7 separate regions of the Mus musculus genome follow, and all the other regions are linked to region 1. A link is a contact called in public ChIA-PET, HiChIP or PLAC-seq, Micro-C and promoter capture Hi-C data. All regions are on one chromosome and are shown on one strand. Each heading gives the region's core, a stretch centred on a gene start, on an enhancer-like site or on the middle of the called end of the contact. The rest is flanking DNA. Distances are from core to core; before and after follow the strand shown. Region 1 holds the start of Tpm4 (tropomyosin 4). Region 2 holds the start of Ocel1 (occludin/ELL domain containing 1). Region 3 holds the start of Abhd8 (abhydrolase domain containing 8). Region 4 holds the start of Bst2 (bone marrow stromal cell antigen 2). Region 5 holds the start of Sin3b (transcriptional regulator, SIN3B (yeast)). Region 6 holds the start of Tmem221 (transmembrane protein 221). Region 7 holds the start of Pgls (6-phosphogluconolactonase).

Region 1 (3,061 bases), core at 173-2,672:
CCCATTTCTAGTCTGGGTGTTTCTGGCCCGGAATCAACTTGAGATGTCTTTCTACAACCAAAAGAAGCATGCTTTCCCACATGAACTTTTAAAGCAGCTCAGAGTTTTCCAAAAGGCATCCCCCGCACTCCACCCTTGGGCCGCCAAATTCCTGGCTTGGCTGGAGTCTCGAGGCCATTTTGGAGATGTCTAGGGTGGGACGGGCGTATGAGAAGCCGTAACAGCTACTGTGCAGAGCTTCCGCCCGGTTCTGAGGCTTTCTCCAGCCCGAGCGGTCCTTGAGGGATTCAAGGCTTCTACCCAGGCCAGGCTGTCGCCCAGGCAGTCTTGGGAGGAGTCCAGGCGGTACCTGCACTGCCAACTCCACCTAGCCTTTCAGTTTCTAGGGTCCCCGCCCTGAGTTCCCACACTACGGCTTCAGGAGACCTGGGCAATCACACAACACTTCTTCCCTTGTCTGTGAGTCTCCTTCGCTAGCAAACACCGCCCTACTACTCAGGCAAGGGGCTCTCCTTGCCCCGGAAACGTCTGGAATGCCTCTCCCTAGTCTTTTCTTTCTACCCACCTGTAGCAGACTTTTGGGAGACACGAATCGAACGCTTTGTGGGTGCCAGAGCTGGGCTTAGAACCCAGACCCATCTCTGGCCCCGGGCTTGACCCAGGGATGAAGAGGAGGCGCGGAGGCCTTTCCTCTTTCCGAACTATTCATGCACCCCGGTCCCTGAACTCTCAGGGAAGGCGCATACAGTGGGCGCTCCGGCGTCGGGCAGGCCCCCTAGTGGATATTACCTGGGGCTAGGGGGACACAGGGTGATGGTGGTGGTGGTGGGTGTCCTGCAGGCCAGCGTCCAAATTCTCCTGTCCCCACCCCGCCCTCAGCGGACGTGTCGCGGCCGCACCCTAAGGACGTGCCGGGAAAGTTCGGGCGCGAAGAAGCAAAAGCGCGCACCGCCCCCGCCCCCACCTTGGTCAGCCGCAGACAATGGGAGCGCGGTATTTGCCCCACTACTCCGGAGTGCCCCGCGCAGGACTGTCCCCCCCGCAACCTCCCAGTTCCTGCCCCGCCAGCGTACGGGGCTCCAGGATCCAAGGGTATGGATGATCAAGGCGGAGGGGAGACGGAGGAAGGGGGAGCTAGAAGCATGCGGAGCTGGGAAGAAAAGAGGGCGCCAGGGAGCACTGCGGGCCCGGAAGCGCGCGGGACGAAAAGTGGGATCGGGCGGGGGTCGCGGACGGCGCGGGTCCTGGTCTCTCACTTTCTCGCGCCGCTCGCGCTCGCCATCCAGTTCGCGCTGCAGGCCTTGCGCGCGATCCTCTGCGTCGTCTGCCTGCTGCTGCAGGGCCTGGATCTTGCGCTTCACTGCCTCCAGTGAGTTGAGGCCGGCCATAGCTCAATCGTTCTGCTGGGCTCCGGCGACAGCTGGGCGGCCGCGCCCGGGCCCGCCAGCCTTGGCCACGCCGGGGCCGCCCCCGCCTCTCCCCGCCCCCCGGCCCTGCTGTCAGGCCCATGAGGTCACCCGGGCCGGCCGCGACGTCAGCACCGGGCGGGGGGTGGGTGGGAGGGGGTGGCTGACGTCGGTGCAGCTAGCCGCCTTTGCCCTGTGGGCTCCTCGTCCTCCCTCACTGCCCGCCCCGCCTGGCCCAGCGGCCGCGCACTTACCTGGGAGCCTTTATTCTCCGTCTGCTTTAGAGTCTTCTTTAAGTCTGTCAGGTCCTCGGAGTGCCTGTCCAGTTCGTCCTCCACGCATTTCAGTTTCTTCTGGAACTACGTCAGCTGCTCTTTCACCTGGGGACACAGAAGATAATGAGTCAGCCTAATGGTCCATTGCCCGGAGTTTGGGAGGCTGAGGCAGAAGGACTGGGAGTTTAAGGCCCTGCAAATGAACAAAGTCTTTATGAGCTGATGAGATGGCTCCATGGGTAGAGGTGCTTGCCACCAAGCCTAATGCCCAGAGTCCATTAATCTCACACATGCGCCCACATTAATGTAGAAAGTAAAAGGTTTATATAAAGAAGGTCTCATTCAGAGGACACAAGTTTGTGAAAGTAAAAAGTGTATATAGACAAGGTCTTGTACAGAGGACTCAGGTTGATTCCCAGCTCCTGTTCCAGGGGAGCCAACATTCTCTGCTTCCATGACCCCTTAGCATAGGCATGCATGCATGCAAAACACCCTCACATAAAATATAAAATACTCCCTCCACATACACAGAGCGGTAAGTGTGCATTACTGAATACAGAGGGATTTTACTCTTGACCTAAGGACTGGCCATTCTTGGACTCATAAGAGTCCCCACTCTCTTGAGGAAGTCATAGCTTTAGTTTGAAACACTACAAATTGGATTTTGCATTCTCACTTTCTGAATGCAGCTCTCAGGTGATCTCTGTTTAAGCAAAGTGGAGCCTATAGAAACTCCCAGTTTTGTAGGCAGAAACTTTCTGACCAGTGTGCAAGCCCTTTCCCCTGCTGAGAAACTTACCCTCAAGAGCCCCACATCCTGCTCCCACTCCAATCTGGCTCCCACACCTGGCTTTCAGGTCTGTCCTGGAAGAGACCCACTCTCAGGGACCAATTCCCCTCTAAGATCAAATTTTCACTCCTCTAACTTTTGCACATTTGTTAGGCATCTGTTTTTTTGTTTGTTTGTTTTTGTTTTTGTTTTTGAGACAGGGTTTCTCTGTGTAGCCCTGGCTGTCCTGGAACTCTGTAGACCAGGCTGGCCTCGAACTCGGAAATCCGCCTGCCTCTGCCTCCCAAGTGCTGGGATTAAAGGCGTGTGCCACCACCGCCTGGCATGCATCTGTTTTAATTAATGTGTCCTTTAACCTTCCCCAGAATCTAGTGCTGTTTGTTCTGAGAGTCTGTCCCCCACAATTCCTGTTTTAGGCATCCCATCAACCTCTCTGAGAACCACTCAGCCATGTGACACCTCCTAGCTGCTAGGGTCACTCTTGTGTCAACTCCACAGGATCTCTGTATCTCCTTCTATCCCTGATGCTGTATGTGGTCTAGAGCAGGACTCCCCTCCACCCCCCAGTACTCCAGGCCAAGCTTCCTGTC
Region 2 (3,061 bases), core at 143-2,642, 760 kb after region 1:
CCCAGTAGAAGCTGCACAGCCGCAGGAAGCTGGGGCACAGGAGTTCCTGGGCTGACCTGGCTTCGTGGCGGGGGCAGCGACAGCAGCAGGGCCTCCAGTTGCTGGAGCTTAGCCTGTGTGGCCCCCACCTCCCGCTGGAGCTCCGAGAACTCGCCATACTGGTCCTGGAACACTGCGGCATAGCGGCTCCGGTCCCTTCTGTTGGTCACTGGTGGGTACTTACTACCAGGTTGGAAGGGGTCAGTCAGTGTATAAGTAGAGGGAAATCTGTCTTTCCACCCATCATGGCAATTGGCTTTTCTTCTTCTTTTCTTTTGGTTTTTTTGAGACAGGGTTTCTCTGTGTAGCCCTGGCTGTCCTGGAACTTACTCTATAGACTAGGCTGGCCTCGAACTCAGAAATCCGCCTGCCTCTGCCTCCCAAGTGCTGGGATTACAGGCGTGTGTCACCACTGCTAGGCCCGGCAATTGGCTTTCCTTTGCCAGTGCTGACCACCAAATCAAAATGCCTTCTACCACCAATTCCGTTTCCTAATTTCATAAACTCTTATTCGCCCATCAAAACCCCAGCCTCAATGCCCCTTTCTGTTTCCCAGGCATTAAGAAGCTCTGAGGGAACGTGGGTATGATGAATTCAGGAGACTAAGGTAGGGGCTATCTTGGACTAGACGACCAGACCTGGTCTTACAACGAGTGGGCACTCACAGCTCGTAGTCAGGTACTGGGTTGAGGCGGGGTCCCAGATCTCTGGGATGCTTCTCAGGGTGCAGTGGCTCCCGGGGGCGCAGCTCATCCGCAAACACGATCTTCCGGGGCCTCACGCAGAGCTCTCCCGGCCCGGGCTGGCTCTGCGGCCGTCTGGAGCGCGGACGCTCCGGGGCAGGCATGCGTGGGGCTGCAGCTCTCTGGCGCCCCCTGGCGGCAGGGCGCGAATTGCAAGTGGCTTCCGGGCCTGAGAGCCTGGCCAGAGGACCCCGCCGGCCGCGCCTGGAGGCGGGACCTGCATGTATTTGCATACGCGAGCGCGGTTGGCTGGCCGCGCAACCCAGAGTGCGGATCCCGGAAAGGGGCACTGACGAGGCGCCGCGACGTCACCGCGGCGTCATGCTCGAGAGTGGCTGGCGGTGCAGCGCGGGCCCCGCCCCATTCTTGAAACCGGAAGAGCGCAAAGCAGCGGAGGGCGACTGGGGTCCGAGTCGAGACGACCCCTTCGCCTCTTGCCTCGCGGGGTTACGGCCCACAAAGCTTCCAGCCCCCGCCCGCCTGTGGTTATCCGAGGATCCCACTCGGTGTCACCTGTCCCAGAGCCCCGTCTGGCCCTGCCGCCGGGAACGCAGCTGTGCAGGAACTGCGGGTGGAGCCGTTGGCACGGGCGCTCGGCCGCTAGGGCGGGGCTCTCAGGGTGGGCGGAGCCTGCGGCGCGTGTTCCTCTCTGGGTTGGAATCAGCCCTTCACTATGCTGTTTGGCCTATTCATTTACCCCAGTCTATTGGGAAAATAAGGTAGTTTTTTTTTTTTCTTTTCTTTCTGCTTTTTTTTTTTTGTTTACCAATTTATTTTTTTCTTTAGCAATTGTATTATTTTTGTGTGTGTGTGACCTTGTACATACTCAGAGACCAATACAGGTCGTTGAGTGTCGTACAGCCCTACTTTTTTTTTTTTGACAGTTTCTCCGAAACCTGATGGTCCCTGTTTAGGTATTCTGGCTGGCCAGCGGGCTCCAGGTAGATCTGCTTGTATCTCCCTCCTAGCACTGGGTTGATAGGTTCCTGCTCCCCACCTCTGCCATTTTACAAGAGTACTAGGGGTTGGAACCTAGATCTGCATACTTGAGTCACACTCTTACACTGAGTCATCTCCCTAGACCCTAAGAAGTGACGTTTATTATGCTAACTATGTGTGTGTGCATGTCAGACTCCCTGAAGTTACCATTACAGTTAATATATTTATTTTTAAAGATTTATTTCATGTATATGAGAATATTGTAGCTGTACAGATGGTTGTGAGCCATCATGTGGTTGCTGGGATTTAACTGATGACCTCCGGAAGAACAGTCGGTGCTCTTATCCACTGAGCCATCTTTCCAGCCTATCTATCTATATTTATATACACACACACACACATATATATGTATATATATTTTTTTTTGGTTTTTCGAGACAGGGTTTCTCTGTGTAGCCCTGGCTGTCCTCACTTTGTAGACCAGGCTGACCTTAAACTCAGAAATCTGCCTTCCTCTGCCTCTCAAGTGCTGGGATTAAAGGCATGCACCACTACTCCCGGCCCAAATATATTTATTAGTTTTTAATTTTGTTTTTGTTGTTGTTTTTTGTTTGTTTGTTTGAGACAGGGTTTCTCTGTATAGCCCTGGCTGTCCTGGAACTCACGCTGTAGACCAGGCTGGCCTTGAACTCAGAAATCTACCTGCCTCTGCCTCCCAAGTGCTGGGATTAAAGGCGTGCGCCACCAGTGCCTGGCTAAATATAGTTTTTGATTGGCTTTTTTGTCCCTAACTCTTACTGCTTATTTTGCTCATGCTCTGGGGTGGAACTCAGGCTGTCAGGCTTTGTGGCAAGTGTCTTTACCAACTGAGCCGCCTGACAAGCCTTTCTTGTGCTATTTTTGGAAGATGGAGTCAAGGTCCCACTATGTGGCCCTGTCTGGCCTATAATTTTCTGTGTATACCAGGCTGGCCCTAAACTCAGTCTGCCTCCCTAGGGAGGGGATCTGCGTGGCCACTGCTCTCCCAGGCAGGTTTTAACTTTTCTTCCTGTTTTTGAGACTTGGTTTTGTTGTGTATTGTAGGCTGCCCTACGCCTTTGGAGCAGAGTGGCCAGGTGAAGGGCTGTAGGCTGACTTCAGGATAGAGGTGTCCTGGCTGGCACCACCCTGCAGCCCAGGCACCCCCTGCAACACACACACACACACACACACACTGCTAGCACTGAAGACATGTGGGTTGGTGTGCAGGCTTTCTTGTTTTATTTCAGCCTGGGCATGATTCGGATAAACAGGATCATGCTGATGAACACGAAGCACACGACAATGAGCATGGCCCACAG
Region 3 (3,061 bases), core at 324-2,823, 670 kb after region 1:
TGAATCTCAGAGAATGTACGCTGTATGACTTTCTGAGCCGCCTTTGTAATGGGCAGGGCAACAAAAGAGCTTGTTTACAAAAGGCGCTACATAAGTACGCATGGTAGTCTATAGAGACCACCCTTGTTTCCATTCTGGAGCAGGGTATCTCTGAACACTCACCTGCCACTCAATAGGGCCACCGATCTGCAGGCCTGGCACCCAAAGCACCGGGCTAGGAAAGCCATATCCAGCGGCGGGTCAATGGTCCGGTCGTCCGGGTCAATGCCAGTTCCTACACTCTGGGCTCCTTGACAATGCCTTCTGGGAAATGTAGTTCTTGTTGCCGCGGGGCCTTCCGGGAGCTGTAGTTCCACACCTGCAGGTGACGATAGTGGGGTGGGGGTTGGGGGATGTCTGTCCTCAGTGGCATGTAGTTCTCCAAAATGACCAGGAGAGGGCGAACGAATGTAAACTCCTGCGTGTGCGTATGACATTCTGTCCCCCTGGCCTTCTGGGAGTTGTAGTTCTTCGCCTCGGCCACTGGTAGAGGGCGCCCCAGAGTGGTGGTGACGACTCTGGCAGCAGTCTGGAGAACTGGCTGCTGGCCTTTTCACCCGCCCTCATTGAAGACGGGCAGCTGGCACGCAGCGGGCTGGCAGCTTCTTGGCGCCCGCAGCCAAGACTTCTCTTGGCGCGCGGCCCGGATGTCCTTGAGTTCCAGCTCTTCATAATCTCGAAAACTCGTGCGTTGTGAATTTGCTCTGGTTAGTTTAATCCTTCAGGCTGGCCTGGGGGAATTTTCTTCCCGCAGCTCAGATCTGGACTCCTGTTCACACACCTTCCATAGCTCTCCACTGTTTAAAGAAGATGTCCAGACAGCCGTGCCAGCAGCCACAGGAAGCCGTACACACCAGCATTTCTGAAGTTCATGGTCCTTACCATGAACTAAATGGTAAAATGGCTAGTTGTGCCTACAAATAATTGAGGCGATGTGTTGAGTACTTATTGTATGTAGAAGGTGTGTAGAAGGGATGGCGACAAGTGTTTGGGCTGCACCTTGAGCCCATGAGCGAACAGCGCGCCAGGGTGGGAAGGTTAGCCTGGGGCTCAGTCTTGGTGTAGCAGAGACCCCATCACTAGGATGCAATTCCCATTCGCTAGTTCTGCAGCAGCTCTGACACTTCTGACACAGCCTCTGGTTCAAATGCCTGCCTTGATGTTTTGTCTGTTTCCCGACCTGAAAGTGTAGAGATTTGGAAGTGTGCAGAACGAGAAGGTCAAGAGACAGAGGGCATACCGCCTTGCGGGAGGCAGAAGCTGGCTGAGGAGACCCTGTCCCAGACAGAGCACATCCACCACACCCCCAAGCTACTCGCTGTCCCTCGACTGCAAGCCCTTCTCGGTCCAGGCTCTAGCCCATCCCTCCCTCATTCCCCCCAAACTCTTCACAGGGGTGGGGCTGCTGCTTGCAGACCGCGCGCTGATCCTGGGAAGAGAAGCCTCTGGTTGGACGGTTATCTAGGCCAGACGGCTCGCCGCTGCCATAGGCCGAGATGCCTGCCCATCTGCTCCAGGCCCCGCCCACGCTGGGTGGGACTTACAGGGCCGGTTTGCTACGCGGCTGCGGGATGCCCCTGCGTTGACCGTCCGGGCCCGCGCCTGTCCGCGCTAATGCGGCCAACCCCGCACCACCATGTAAGCGGCACCTGCAGGTGGACGCTGGCTTCTCCGCCCGGGACCCCTGCGTCCTGCCTCGGGCCCCGGGCCCCTCGATGACCTCAGGTGAGCTGGCTCTGTTCCCCGAGAGAGGAGTCACCAGGCTGCCAGGCCTCCACTGAGGGGTGGGGGGTGTCGCTGCCGGGGGTGGATAACCGCCAAGCTCCGCATTCGTACTGCTAGGATGCTGCGGAACCCCGGTAGCCTTGACCCCACCGCGGGGGTGACGAACTCCAGGGAAAAGCGGGTCGGGCTGGGAAACAGGACTGGCGCTGCGCTTTAGAGAAGCCGCCACAGTCGGGGTTCCACAGCCTTAGAAATGAGGAGCAAGGCCTGCTTTCCCCTCAAGTGCATCCGGGGCTATCACGAGCGGGGTATTTAATGACCATCACTCCAGCGGCGCCCAGGCCGTGATGGAAAAACGAAGCTGGCCCCATCCCTATGCCTCAGACAATGGGGGTGTGCTGCTCCGGTATCCCCTGGAGTTATGTAACCGCCTGTGGTTGTCATGGACACCGGGGGGGGTGGCCAAGGGAACCGGATGGAGGCCCAGAGCCCCCAGTCAGGTTCTGCCTTTATCTTCCTGGCTGCCACTAGGGTTGTGTACCCTTTGAACACAGGATGCTGAGGGCAGCAACCTCCATCAGTTCTCGATACTGTGCAAGTCAGCTCTAGCTCTCTTCTGAACCTGGAGCCGGATACAACCCGAGTTCTAGTGGCCAACATCCTTCCCCCGCCTCATTCGTCACTAGTCAGATTAACACTAGAGGCCTGAGCTAAGAACTTTGACATTTTAGAATAAGAGCCAGGCTTTATGGGCTGTCATCTCACCACCCAGGAGCTTGGGCACAAGGTTGAGGCCAGCATGGACTACAGAATGAAACCCCGTGTAAAAGGTTGGCAGTGATCGGGGTTCACACTAGTCATTCTAGTACTGGCAGAGGTGGAGGCAGGAGGATTGCAAGGAGTTTGAGACCAGTGTACAGCCCAGGACGACAGAATGAGACCTTGTTTCAAAAACAAACCAATGGCATCATGTTGATGCACATCTGTCACCCCAACACTTGGGAAGGTAGAGGCAGGAGGACTGTGGGAGTTCGAGGTTCCCTTTGGTCTTAGGAACACCTGTATGCTCAACCTGCTACAACTCCGGAGGTGGAAGGCAGAGCAAGGTCAGTCTGGGCAGCATGAGGATTTCCAAGCCAGCCTGGGCTACATGAGTTTCTTTCTCAAAAGTAAGCATGCAAACCAGCTTGCATCCATGCTTGCATAAATCAGTGTGTGGATGAATTTGTACATAAAGATACGGATTTGTGAATAAATGATAAACTCCAGCTGGTGGGGCAAGGGTCTCCTTGCAATG
Region 4 (3,061 bases), core at 384-2,883, 600 kb after region 1:
GGATCCCAACTTATGCATGTGCATATACATATACATATACATATACATATACATATACATATACATATACATATACATATACATATACATATACATATACATATACATATACATACACATATATTCCAAGCCCCAGGACGAGAGCATCTAATTCTTAACCTTTGAGTAGAGAAGGCTTGCAATCATATAACAATAAAGACTCTCTTTGTTCTTGCATCAAACTCGAAATTCCTGATGTTGTTCTGGGGTTCCTGAGAACTGGGCATAACATTGGCATTTCATCTAGGCTCCGCCCCACAGTTACCTGGCAACAGCCAGGTGTGCCTGACTCACTATAAAAGGGGCTGCTTGCCTCTTCCTCTCTTTTCTCCTCTTCTAGATCTTGCTCCCTTTACCCTCTTCCTCCTCTCTCCCCATTCCCCTCCCACCTCTCTCTCTACCTGTTCCCGGCTAGCCTCTACTCCTCTACTCTCTCTCTCTCTCTGCCTTTCTCTGTCTCTACTAGGCCCTCAACTCCCCTCCCCATGCCCTAAATAAACTCTATTCTATACTCTACATCCCATTGTGTGACTGGTACCCTGGGGGCCTCAGCCTGGGCCTGCAGAAGCACCCTCTTCCCCCACACCATACCACACCCCCATCAAACATATCCCTGGCTTCTTTTTCTTTTTATAAAACACAACACCGAGTCCTCCTATGCAAACTGGTCTTCACAAGGACAGAAAACGTAATCTCTCCATATACTAGTGCTTTGGCCACACAGTTTCAGTCCTGAAGAGAACCCCTTGACTGAATGTGGTCTGCCCTATGTGTCCTCAGTAAAGACTCCATAGTGTTTTGAGGTGGGTACCATTCAGGACATTCAGCGGAGCCAGGGAGGATTCCAGAGTAGTGGAGCACACCTGCCATCCCAGCACTCGGGAGGCAGAGACAGAAGGATAGGAAATCAAGGACAACCCCTATGCTAACTCCAGGTCATGCTTCATGTCACTTTTGCCCAAAGCCAGGCCAAGCCCTCTCTGAGTGCCTGGTGCTCACTGAAACACTCCTTTTTTACCCCGTTCACAGAGGTTTTCCCGCAGGCAGGTTTTCCCCGCCAGGTTGCTCCTGATGCCAGGACAAGAGCTGGGAGGCACACTTTGCTACCTGGCCAGGCTTGGTTTCCTGCCCGCTGCTCTGTAGCCACTATTCTCAATATACAGATTCTCAATAGCTCCCACGATCCTTTCGTGAATGGAGACCCCTGACCTCAAACCTTGGCCTTTGGTCTTCAGTCCACAACTGAACCTTGAAGTCTTAGTTCCCCTTCTAGGAGACCAAACCGACAACCGGCCTGTCTCTGCCTCCCAAGTGCTGGGGTTAAAGGCGTGCGCCACCACCGCCCGGCGGACAGCCACTGTTAAGTCGAGTCCCAAGCCCACAGGCACCAGGTGACTGGCCAGCGAAGGCCAAGAATTTGAGTTGAATTCCAGAAGTTTCTCTTGCTTCTAGGGGCATTCCAGGAAAATGAAACTGAAAGGCTGCAGTTTCTCCACTAGCAGTTTGCAACCCGGCGGCTCTAGAATTGCGTTGGACTCCTGAAGTTGCTATTTGCTAGAAGCAGTGGTGGGGCGGGGTTATGCTAATAAGGGCGTGGCCTGGAAAGGGTTCCTGAGCCCTCTAGGATCGACGGATCACATGGCGCCCTCTTTCTATCACTATCTGCCCGTGCCCATGGATGAGATGGGGGGGAAGCAAGGATGGGGCAGCCACCGGCAGTGGCTGGGGGCCGCGATCTTGGTGGTCCTGTTCGGGGTTACCTTAGTCATCCTGACAATCTACTTCGCCGTCACAGCGAACAGCGTGGCCTGTAGAGACGGGTTGCGAGCGCAGGCTGAGTGCCGGAACACCACGCACCTGTTGCAGCGCCAGCTCACCCGCACCCAGGACAGTCTGCTGCAGGCCGAGACACAGGCAAACTCCTGCAACCTGACCGTGGTAAGCCTGGAATCCGTCCCCTCCAGTGGCTTTGAAACAGCCAAGCAAGTCCCCCACCCCCACCTCGAAGGCCAGCTACTAAAGACTGAAATCCTGGGAGACCTTAGAACTCCCTACAGCTCTGCAATCAGGGGCCTCAGTATCCTCCCTTCCTTTGGTGACTCTCCAAACTTTGTGTAGAGTGCTTGAGTTGGAGAGCTCGAACCTGACTTAGGGACCAGCATTTGGCTTCACTGGGATATCACTCAGCCCTGATTGAATTTTTTGAAACAGGGTCTCCTAAATTGCTCCGGCTGTCCTAAAAGTCACTCTGTAGACCAGGCTGGCCTCAAATGCTGCCTTTCAAGTGCTAGTATTAAAAACATGAGCCACCACACCTAGCAAATTATTGAAACTTTTAATATGTCTCTGAGAGACCTTGTCTGGGAAGCCCGGTTCTGCTGTGTGTTTGTGTAGGAGAATATCTGGAACTTTCTACTAGGGGTTAACTACGAAGAGTTTTCAAACTCCTATGTGGGCACTTAAAATTGCCGTTTTGGAGATTACACCTTGGTAGGACTGGGTGGATACGGAGAGTGTTGGAGGGGAACCTGAAAGGGGCTTTGCTTGAGAAGGTCTCAGATGCCTTTGCCTGGAAGTTTCCTAGGGGCCAGGACAACAGCCAACCCATGTTTGTGCCGCTTTTCTGATCAGGTGACCCTTCAGGAGTCCCTGGAGAAGAAGGTGTCTCAAGCCCTGGAGCAGCAGGCCCGCATCAAGGAGCTTGAGAGTGAGAGGGGGGCAGGGGGAGGGGGAGGTCCAGTGGAGCTGGGAGGGAATAGCTTAGGCCTCCAGGTTGGGACTTGGGGAGAGGTGCTGACCCACATGAAGGGGTGGCAGGGTCATGAGCCCACTGCTTGGAAGTTTGGTTTCTTCCCAGAGACAGACAGAGTGCCAGGGATGAAGGAATAAAGCTTGGGGAGTGGAAGTAGGGGTTTATGTCAGCAGAGAGCAGAGGGTGGGTAGGAAGAACGTTGTCAGGAGGGTGGAGGCCACAGATCTGCTGGGTTTCCCAAGTGTTCTCTAAACTGGTGCTTCTACAGCC
Region 5 (3,061 bases), core at 211-2,710, 590 kb before region 1:
CAACCCAATACGCCTAACTGCTCTGTGTCTACAAAACAGTTCCTGTTCATACCACACTGGTTCCAGATTAGTAAGTGCTATTGAAAAGCATCGTAGGGACAAGAGCTAAGAGATCATAAGTAATATTTTCCTGCAGTATTAACAAAAAATGCTTCCCCAAACAATCAAAATCTGTACCCCATTTATTTTCTGTATTTGGGCATGTACCACAGATCTCAAGGGCAGGTCAACAACTTGTAGGAGTTAATTCTCATCTCTCTAGGGCTGAAACTCGGGTGGTCAGGCTTGGTGGCTGGCACTGCTACCCTCTGGGACATCTTACCCACCCCCAAATCAACATTTTAAATAAAGACTACACCCAACACTCCCTGTTCAGGCCTCGATTCCCCAATTCCTTCACCCCTTCCAGGAATCCCATCAGTTCCTCAGAACCACCTCATCTTGCGACTGTTTTAGAAGAGATTCCCAGGGCCCTCCAATCCTGTGCATGATTAACAGCTGAGGAGACACAGTGTAGTTGGTTTGGGGGTTAGAGGGCTCAGCCCCCAGCTCCTGGGTGTACAAGGCCCTGCAGATTACCTCTGGCTTTTGAACTCCTTCATGATCTCCAGGAAGCCGTTGTAGGTGGCAGGGTCACTGCCAAAGCGGATCTTCACCTGGTCGAGGTAGGTGAGAGCGTCCTCCACCTGTGGGGAACAAGAAGGCCAGAGGTGGGCCAGGGTCGCGCGATGCAGTGACTGATGGCTGGAAGGCCAGGGATAGAAGAGGGGTGGCACGGGGCAGCAGAGGGCCGCGAGGATAACTGCGGTGTTACTGGGAGGGCCGACGTCCGACTAGAAGGACCGAGAGCCTGCGGGTAGGACCAAGAGCCTGCGGGTAGTCCCGAGAGCCTGCGGGTAGTCCCGAGGGGCCTCGAGGAGTTCCGGGTTGGACCGAGGACCGGCGGGGACGACCGAAGGGTCTCGAGGAGGACGCGAAATCCCTTGGAAGACCGAGGGGCGTAAAAGGGAAACTACGGGCCAACTAGGAGGATCGAAGGTTTTCGGGGTGCACCGAAGGGTCCCGGGGATGACAGGGATCGCAGGAATGACTGAGAGATGTCGAGAAAGACCTCTGTATCTCTGAGAAGTCCGAGGAGCGGCGGAAATGAATTGTTAGGGGGAAACCGAGGGGCTGCCGCGAAGACCGAAGGATTCCGCGGAAGGGGTGTGGGGTCCCCGGGCCCGGCTGCGCAGAGAGGAGGCCAAGGCGGGGCCGCACGGCGGGGCGCCATCCCCGCGGGGGTCCGAGTCCCCAGGAAGAGGCTAAGGACATCACTCACGTGCACCGGCAGCTTCTCGTGCCCTCCGGAGCCCGAACGACCCCAGCGGGAGCCACCGAATCCCCGGCCCGCGGAGCCTCCGCTGCCTGCATGCGCCATGTTGGAAGTCAGAGCCGCTTCTGCCCCGCCTCCGCCTGAGCCCTGGTCGCGCTTGCGCGGGCCCCGCCTCCTAGGGGGTGGAGACTCGTGGCGTCAAATAGGGGAGTGTCCACATAAGGGCCTTGCTGGACGGGGCGGGAGGTCTTTCTCAACTTATGTGCCCTGGGGGTCTGTGGCCACCTGGAAGGCCTAAAGTGTTTTTTGATTTGTTTTGTTGGAGGGAAAGAAAGTAAAGCAAAGTTGAAGAATATTTCAAAACGCATTAATTCTATAAACTTCACATTTCAGTGTGCAGGCTCGCTTGTGATCTCAGTACCGGGGAGTCTGAGAGGAGACCACTGAGAGGTCTAACCTAAACTGGGGTACATAGTTAAGACTGCATCTCTAGGGGCTGGAGAGATGGCTCAACGCTCAACGGTAAGAGCACCGACTGCTCTTCCGAAGGTCCTTAGTTCAAATCCCAGCAAATACATGGTGGCTCACAACCACTCGTAATGAGATCTGACGCCTTCTTCTGGTGCATCTGAAGACAGCTACAGTTTACTTATTTATAATCATAAGTAAGTCTTTGGGCAGGAGCGAGCAGGGTTGGCAGGAGCGAGCAGAGGTCCTAAAATTCAATTCCCAGCAGTCACATGAAGGCTCACAACCTTCACTGTAGTGTACTCAAATACATTAAATAAATAAAACTTAAAAAAAAAAAAAGAAAAAAGACTGCATCTTTAAAAAAAAAAATGACAGTTAGGTGTTGACCTTGTCTCAAAAAGAGAGAGAGGGAAAACAAGCTTAGATGTCTGTGTTGACCCAAGACCTCAATAGTGATATTTGCAAGGCTCTGGTGCTTTCTGGAACAAGTTTCTGAATGTCTATTCTGTGAGGTTGATACAGCAATGGGCTGTAGGTGAGCAGCATCCATTCAAGAGCCATGTGGACTGAATTCTTGCACTGGGTGTGTATGTGTGTGTGTGCACGTGTGTGTACATATGTGTAGGTAAACTCACTCCTGTGTGTGTGTGTGTGTGTGTGTGTGTGTGTGTGTGTGTACAGAGACCAGAGATGGGCACAATCTTTTATCACCCAGCCCTTGTGTTTTGGGGGCAGCATCTCTTACTGAACCTGTAGCTCATTGTCTTCACTTGATACAGTGGCCATGGGTCCACCTGTCTCCACAGTAGTGCTGGGGTCACAGCCCCTAGTCTGGATCCTCCTGCTTGCTTAGAGCAAGCTCTTTACCCATTAACTCCTCTCAGAGTGACATTCCTTGATTCCGTTCACAAATGTGTGCAAACCTGGATCATGGGACCTCTGCTTCCAGGCTGACCTATCCTCCGTTCCAAACACCTACATAGTGGCTCACAACTGCTTGTAACTCCAATTTCAGGAGATCTGGCACCTTCACTGACCTCTGTAGACACTAGGCACATGTGGTACACATGTGATACATGCCAATTGAATATCCATATATTCATAAAACAACTTTTAAATTTAAACAAGGTGGAAATCAGAAGAGGAAACTACTTGATGTGGACCTCTGGCCCCCACATGCTTCCATACACACATGCATCCCTATGTGCACATGATAACATAAGGACCTAATCAGCTCTCACCCCTTAGCTTCCTCCCTGCTGCCAGTGCCCTCCA
Region 6 (3,061 bases), core at 309-2,808, 580 kb after region 1:
GGTTGGCCTCGAACTCAGAAATCCACCTGCCTCTGCCTCCCAAGTGCTGGGATTAAAGAGGTGCATCACCACCACCCAGCCTAATTTTTATTTTGATTATATTTTCAGCAGCATATGCATATCTGAGTGAGGGTGAGGCCAGAAGCAGGAAGAGGGTGTGGAATCCCCTGGCCCTGGAGTTGCAAGCAGTTGCAAACCACCTGATAAGGATTCTGGGAACAGACCACCGAGTCATCTCTCCAGCCCCTCTGTTTACTTCTAAAGACAGTGTCTTGTAGTCCCTACTTTCTTCCAAGTGTCCACATTCCCATTGCCTCACCCTCTGAATTGATGACAGTGACGGCAGGCCTGTGTTATTGTGCCTGATTTGTTCAGATATATACACATTGAGAAGATGGCTCAGTGGATAAGAGCACCAGCATTTCTGCTCTTGCAAAGGGTAGAGTTTCAGTTCTCAGCATCCACACAGTGGCTAGTAACCATCTGTAACTCCAGTTCCAGGAGCCTAGAAGCCCTCCTATGACTTCCACAGATACCTGACATGCACAGACATACATACATGTAGGCAACACACTCATACACCTAAAACAAATGATGATGATGATGGTGATATTTTAATAAACAGCTACTAGAAGCTTGGTCCTCAGGGCGACAGGAAAATGCCTGTCTATGCCATAGGTGCAGTTTCCAGGGTCAGGCACTCTGTGAATCAAGATCTCCATCCTTGGGCTTTGTGACCCTGCCTGAGTCCAAGCAAGACTCAGAGCTTCATCTCCTGACATCTCCTCGGTTGCCCTCCCACAATTTTTTTTTTTTTTTAAAGACAGAGTCTCTATAGGTAGCCCTGACTGGCCTAGAACTAGCTATGGAGACCAAGTTGGGCCCCACTTCCCCGTACTCACAGTTTGCCCGCCTCTATCTCCTGGGCTCTGCCTACTTCTCCGACTCTCCAAACACCGCCCCACCCATCCAAACGGCGGGGCAATTCACGCCCCCTCCCAGACAAGTCTATTTCCAGGCCCCGACCCAAGACCACAACCCACCTGCGTTCTCCGCTCAACCAAACCCCACCTCTCCTCCCCAACACCTGTCAGAACTAGAGCCCTCCTACCTCTGCCTTGCAAGACTCCCTTTCTGGTCCCTTCACCCTGGGGACCCCACCCATCATCGTCCACAGGACTCAGACCCCGATGTTGGGATGTCCCTGAGGCCCGTCCTCTTAAGTCCGCCCTTCAGGAGCCTTCTTAAGCTCCGCCTTAGCCACGCCCCTTCCCACTCATCACATAGACCACGCCCCTCTTAAATTTTGCTTGTTCAACCCCGCCCCTCGTCTCCCGGTTCACCTAGGGGCTAGGCTCCACCCCTCTACAGGGGTGGAGCCCCCTCGGGATCTCCTAGCATGGCCCCTCCCAGACCAACCCCACAAAACCCCAGTTCCTCCTTCCCCAGCACACCCGGGGGAGGCGCCCTCGGCCGACGCGCAGTAAAAGAACACTTTCTCCCAAGTTTTTGCTCATTTTCCACGACCTATCTGGTACCAGCACTCGAGCCCCGGTGGCGTCCATACCCCAGGACTCCCGAACGCCTACTGCCGCCTCCCTCCATCCAAGGCCCGCGCCATGGGCCGTTCCTACGGAGGTCGGGTACTGGCCGCGATGACCCTACTGGGCATCCCGGCCGCGGTGCTGGTCGCGCTGGCTGCGCAGCTGCTGTTCCAGCTCCAGGCAGGGCGCGCGGAGCTTCGGCGCGTACGCACCGACGGGCTGCACCCGGAGCTGGACCCCGATGCCGGGCTACCTGAAGCTGCGGCTGGGGCATTGCTGCCGCTGGCGACCGCGCTGGCCGCGCTGGCACAGGTCCTCGGGCTTAGCTGCTTGCTGCTCGCCGCGCTCTGTGGTCACCTGGGCGCCGAGTTGGCACGCGGGCCGGGGCCGGGCAGGTAGGATACCACCGCCTCTACCTACAGAGAGGGAAACTGAGACTCCGAGAGCACACCGGTTTCTCGGGGTGATACTAACAGGGCCTCAGCGCGCCCCCTTCTTCCTGCGCTGGTGCTTCCCGTGTATGGGGGCGGGGGACACATGTCAGTCATCGGAGCTGCACCCCAACCTCGAGGCTTTCCTCTCTGAAGCGGGGTTCAGGAAGGGCGGGACTGACAGTTGTGGATACGCAGCAAGCCGCAGCCTGGTCACCTGCTCAAGACTCTGAGCTCGGTGGTGCAGGTGTAGGGACTCTACTTGGAACAGTGGGGATGCGATGAGATGCTCTCGTTGAGTCAACCACACCCTTGTCCCAACTTTGACCCTCCACTGTGTAAGGAAGTCTGGTGCTGGTTGGAAATTGGTAGATTCAAGCAAATGAGTGGTGGGTGCGTGGATAGATGGGGGTAGGGGTACATGCGGTGATGTTACAGCTGGATGACTGGCTAGGTAGGTAGGCAGGTGGAGGGCTGAGACTCTAAACTTTGGTTTCTGGTGTCACTGGGTCACTGTCCCCCTTCCTGCCCCCCCACCCCCACCCCAGGTCGGACTGGTTTCTGTATGACTGCCGCCTCCTCAGGCACTCAGCGCTTGGCCTGTTCTGCTGTGGGGTCTCCGTCTACTTAGCAGGTAGTGTGTGATGGGGGGACAAGGGACCTGGGGCAGGGTGCACACAGATCTCTGGACCAGTAGCCTGAGTTCAGGCAGTTGCCCCAACACTTTCTCTTGGATATGTTTCTCTTACTCTGTGCTTTAGTTTCCCCATAATTGAAGAGTGGTGAGTAGATCATTATATATACAAGAGTTGGTGCTTAGAGTGAACAGAGGGTTCTCTGTTAATGCTCATTATGTATCATTATTACTACTTATCTTGTAGGCCCAACTGGCCTGGGAGTTGCCTTGTAGCCAAGGCTGACATTGAACGTCTGATCTTGCTTTCATCTCCCAAACCTTGGGAGGAGAGGTGTGTGTGGTGTCTGTGTGTGCAGTGCCTACAGAGGTCAGAGACTACAGATTCCTTGGAAACTGCAGCAGCAGACAGTTCAGAATCATGAGGTGCTGGGACCCGATCCCATGTCCTC
Region 7 (3,061 bases), core at 194-2,693, 540 kb after region 1:
TGAGTCCACTCTACATGGCTCCTGTCTCAGCCCATTGGGCAAGACACCTACTGCTCAAAGTGTCAACAGATTCCTGGTGATGAAATCCTGCTTCCTTCAAAGACCCAGCTGTTAACCAGGTCACCTCAGAGGGGCCTACTTAGGGGTCTTAGCTTTATTTTTCTTGAGTGGGCTGCATCAAAATAAGTCTCACGTTGCACAGGCTAGCCTCGAACTGGGTAGCTGGGAATGACCTTGAACTCCCGATCCTCCAGCCTCTACTTCCTCATTGCTGGGAAGACAGGGGTGCACCATCATTCCTGGTTTATATGACACTGGAAATGAAGCCTGGACCTTAAGCATTCTAGGCAAGCACAATATCAACTGAGCTACAAGTACCCTACCAACTGAGCCTTGTGCTAGTACACACAGCCAGTTCAGTGAAGTTCTTGGGCAGGCATCGTGTTCAAAGTGGTGCAGTTTCAGGTCCCTAGATGAGGGTCAAGGCGACATGAATCTTCTGTTTCCCCACCTGTAAGTAAGTGTAATGGCCCTTCCTCCCCTGCTTCAGACCCATGACACTGGACCAGCTTCCCCTAGGAGGTGGTGGCAGTCATCCAAGTGTGCTCAGAGCTCAATCCTCCATGCCTCAGTTTCCCTGTGTGTGACGCAGGGACCTCTGTAACCTATAGGGCGCCTTGTGGCCATCATACCCCAGGCTGCTGGGAGGCGATGGCCAACGGCTCTTGTTAAAGAAAACTGAGACCCAACACACCCTGGACACTAGAGGCAGGCTGAGTGCACAAACAGCCATGACCCACGAGGCCCCACAGCCAAGGTACGGCCCTTAGGAAGATACGGGGGACGGAGGCCCGTCAGGCTGCACTTGGATGGACATCACTGCGCATCCAGCAAGACCCCGTGGGGCCCGGAGCCCGCGGGTAGGCGTTGAAGCAGATCCTTGCGTTTCCTAGGCAGGCTGAGCCAGTTCGGCGTGGCCCGCGCTTCCTCGGCGGACTGAGCCGACTCCGCGTGGCCCACGGCGGCCCTTGTATCTTGAGTTTCCACGGTAGGCTGAGCCAGCTCGGCGTGGCCCACGGCGGCCCCCGTAGCCCGTACGGTGCGCGCCCCCGCAGCGCTCACCCGGTAGAGGCCGTACGTGCTCTCGGCGTGGTCGAAGGGCACGAGGCGCTCGTCGCAGAAGCCGAGCGTCCAGCGCGCAAAGCTGGCTGGTCCAGCGGGAGCGGCGGCGGCGGGCAGGTCTCGGGCTAGCATGGAGACCAGGCTGCCGCCTGACAGACCAAGCGCGAAGCGGCCACGGTCCCCTTCCAGGCAGCTCGCGGCCCGCTGCGCCACCAGCTGCGCCAGCGACGCGCCCAGCTCTTGCGGGCTGGAGAAGACCGAGATGAGACTGGGCGCGGGTGCTGCCATGGCGGTGGGGAGGCGGCGGCGCTCCCGGCAGAGGCCAGTACGCCAGTGCGCCTGCGCGACGGCCGCGCTGCCATGGGTCCGAGCACTTTGAGCCAAGGTCGTGGCGCATGTGCAGTTGCACAAAAGAAGCGTCGCCGGGGCCGGGCTAGCGGGTGGTTCCCGAAACCGCAGTGCTCCGCAGGGCTTTGAGGTGGGTAGTGGGCGGGCAGTCCCCGGCGCTTCCCTGGGCGAGACACGCCTTGCTGGCCCGGTTTCTCGCATTTTATTTAGTTTTTAAGCTGGAGTCTAGTAGCTCCGACTGGCCTCACGCTCCTGATCGTTCTTGATTGGAGTGCTGGGGTGACCGGAGTGCCACAGCACTCTTGAGCGTTTTTCAGGGTGCGGTCGGAAGCACAGAGTGCGCCAGCTGCAGCGTGATAAGGTCAGTAAGCTCTCAGGTGGCAAGGACAGGAGGCTAGCCGGGAGTTAGAGGCTGTGACGTCCCCATGCCTGCACGGCTCTCCCCACATTCGCCTATCTCGGCCAGTCGCCCCTTCTCTGTTACTCCAGCGGATGCGGCAGTTTGTAAGGTCTTCTGCTCACAGCTGTCTGCGGCAGAAAGAGGATTCCTCAAGACAACCGCCACACGACAGTTGAACATCTGCATTTGAATGTGAAACTGCCCCGGTTCTTGTGCTTGAGCCGGTGGCTCCCAGTCGCCCGTGCTATTTTAGGAAAATACAGAACCTTTAGGACTGTTAAGAGCCTTGACCCAAGTAGATCAGTCAGAAGGTGACAGCTGTTTCCACCACAAAGACCCAATTAAACCCCCTCTGGTTCCTCTCTCTTAATTTTCTCCCGCATGTATATCTTTGAACCAAGTGCATGCAGAGGCCAGGAGAGGGCATGGGATGCCCTGGAACTGTTAGATGGTTGTGGTCCTCTGTGTGGAAGGAGGGTAAAAAGCCGAACCGGTGATCTTAACCCCTGAGCCACTGCACCCTCCTGAACTCGAGAGAGCTCCAAAATCCAAGCAGTCAGTCACTGTGTCGGTACTGAACCCAGGGCCTTCTGCATGCTAAGCCCAGGCTAGACCATTGGCTGGACCCCAATCCTAAACCTACAGCCTTTCTGAGTGCCCATGTGAGGCTGCAAGTGGCAAGTTATACAGTGTGAAACACTGCAAGAACTTTGTTGTTATTCAAGACATGCTGCTGCTGCTGCTGCTGCCCTGACTGTCCTGGAACTCTGTGGACCAGGCTGTCCTCCAACTCACAGAGACCTGCCTGCCTCTCCTTCCCAAGTGCTGGGATTAAAGGCATGTGCCTTTGAACACATTTTAAAACCTTTTATCGTTTGTGAATTTAACATCATGCCCCCTAACCTCTCTCACCGCCCCCCTTCAGCTCATAACTTCCCACACCCTTGTCACCCTCCCAGTAGAGAAAATGCTCATGGAAGCTGTAGTGTGTCAGTGTGTCCCACAGTATAACCTGATGTTCACACTTCTTTGCTTGCAAATGTTCATTGCAATGACTTGGTCTGCTACAAGGTCTCTGGCTACTGCTACACTATCAATACTGAACCGTCAATGGGACTGTCTTGGATATCCTGTTGTTGCCCTGTGTCATAGAGGTCATTGTACTTTTGGATATGTAGGACTGGTCCCTTC

The links. Promoter capture Hi-C pulls out the DNA fragments that hold promoters and counts their contacts. Hi-C and Micro-C count contacts between places; a contact is called where the count stands out from the background. ChIA-PET counts read pairs in DNA pulled down with a chosen protein or histone mark. HiChIP or PLAC-seq counts read pairs in DNA pulled down with a chosen protein or histone mark.
Region 2: a contact with region 1 is called in an RNA polymerase II ChIA-PET map of memory CD8 T cells, with 31 read pairs. The contact joins the promoter of Ocel1 here to the promoter of Tpm4 in region 1. A contact is called at or near these places in 2 of 484 Hi-C or Micro-C datasets (nephron progenitors and uterus), 3 of 115 datasets of contacts at active chromatin or transcription factors (embryonic forebrain, memory CD8 T cells and microglia) and 1 of 9 other capture datasets (adipose tissue).
Region 3: a Micro-C map of embryonic stem cells shows a contact between it and region 1, with 4 times the contacts expected there. The contact joins the promoter of Abhd8 here to the promoter of Tpm4 in region 1. A contact is called at or near these places in 1 of 39 promoter capture datasets (neural stem cells), 1 of 484 Hi-C or Micro-C datasets (embryonic stem cells) and 6 of 115 datasets of contacts at active chromatin or transcription factors (astrocytes, bone marrow-derived dendritic cells, bone marrow-derived macrophages and 3 more).
Region 4: a contact with region 1 is called in a promoter capture Hi-C map of pre-B cells, with 2.5 times the contacts expected there. The contact joins the promoter of Bst2 here to the promoter of Tpm4 in region 1. A contact is called at or near these places in 5 of 39 promoter capture datasets (the 3T3-L1 cell line, 3T3-L1-derived adipocytes, liver and 1 more), 6 of 115 datasets of contacts at active chromatin or transcription factors (astrocytes, embryonic stem cells, extraembryonic endoderm stem cells and 3 more) and 2 of 9 other capture datasets (adipose tissue and pancreatic islet).
Region 5: an RNA polymerase II ChIA-PET map of memory CD8 T cells shows a contact between it and region 1, with 8 read pairs. The contact joins the promoter of Sin3b here to the promoter of Tpm4 in region 1. A contact is called at or near these places in 2 of 39 promoter capture datasets (cranial neural crest and pre-B cells), 1 of 115 datasets of contacts at active chromatin or transcription factors (memory CD8 T cells) and 1 of 9 other capture datasets (adipose tissue).
Region 6: a promoter capture Hi-C map of liver shows a contact between it and region 1, with 3 times the contacts expected there. The contact joins the promoter of Tmem221 here to the promoter of Tpm4 in region 1. A contact is called at or near these places in 6 of 39 promoter capture datasets (the 3T3-L1 cell line, 3T3-L1-derived adipocytes, the C10 cell line and 3 more), 6 of 115 datasets of contacts at active chromatin or transcription factors (the NIH/3T3 cell line, astrocytes, embryonic stem cells and 3 more) and 1 of 9 other capture datasets (adipose tissue).
Region 7: a contact with region 1 is called in an H3K27ac HiChIP or PLAC-seq map of extraembryonic endoderm stem cells, with 2.7 times the contacts expected there. The contact joins the promoter of Pgls here to the promoter of Tpm4 in region 1. A contact is called at or near these places in 5 of 39 promoter capture datasets (the 3T3-L1 cell line, the C10 cell line, the HPC-7 cell line and 2 more) and 4 of 115 datasets of contacts at active chromatin or transcription factors (bone marrow-derived dendritic cells, extraembryonic endoderm stem cells, large pre-B cells and 1 more).

Annotation. Positions count from the first base shown.
Region 1 is chr8:72,133,649-72,136,709 of GRCm38.p6, reverse strand. Tpm4 (tropomyosin 4) reads right to left here and starts at 1,422. Exons shown (of 8, transcript NM_001001491.2): 1 at 1,257-1,422. The coding sequence starts at 1,388.
Region 2 is chr8:71,369,629-71,372,689 of GRCm38.p6, reverse strand. Ocel1 (occludin/ELL domain containing 1) reads right to left here and starts at 1,392. Exons shown (of 4, transcript NM_029865.2): 1 at 705-1,392; 2 at 57-222. The coding sequence starts at 1,015. Use1 (unconventional SNARE in the ER 1 homolog (S. cerevisiae)) reads right to left here. Exons shown (of 8, transcript NM_025917.4): 8 at 2,958-3,061. The coding sequence ends at 2,981.
Region 3 is chr8:71,462,169-71,465,229 of GRCm38.p6, reverse strand. Abhd8 (abhydrolase domain containing 8) reads left to right here and starts at 1,573. Exons shown (of 5, transcript NM_022419.3): 1 at 1,573-1,764. The coding sequence starts at 1,755. It overlaps Mrpl34 (mitochondrial ribosomal protein L34), which reads right to left and starts at 304. Exons shown (of 2, transcript NM_053162.2): 1 at 163-304. The coding sequence starts at 227.
Region 4 is chr8:71,536,044-71,539,104 of GRCm38.p6, reverse strand. Bst2 (bone marrow stromal cell antigen 2) reads left to right here and starts at 1,633. Exons shown (of 5, transcript NM_198095.3): 1 at 1,633-1,977; 2 at 2,671-2,746. The coding sequence starts at 1,678.
Region 5 is chr8:72,721,669-72,724,729 of GRCm38.p6, reverse strand. It overlaps Sin3b (transcriptional regulator, SIN3B (yeast)), which reads right to left and starts at 1,460. Exons shown (of 19, transcript NM_009188.4): 1 at 1,322-1,460; 2 at 580-686. The coding sequence starts at 1,420.
Region 6 is chr8:71,557,368-71,560,428 of GRCm38.p6, reverse strand. Tmem221 (transmembrane protein 221) reads left to right here and starts at 1,558. Exons shown (of 4, transcript NM_001100462.1): 1 at 1,558-1,939; 2 at 2,524-2,609. The coding sequence starts at 1,620.
Region 7 is chr8:71,590,566-71,593,626 of GRCm38.p6, reverse strand. Pgls (6-phosphogluconolactonase) reads right to left here and starts at 1,443. Exons shown (of 5, transcript NM_025396.3): 1 at 1,123-1,443. The coding sequence starts at 1,410.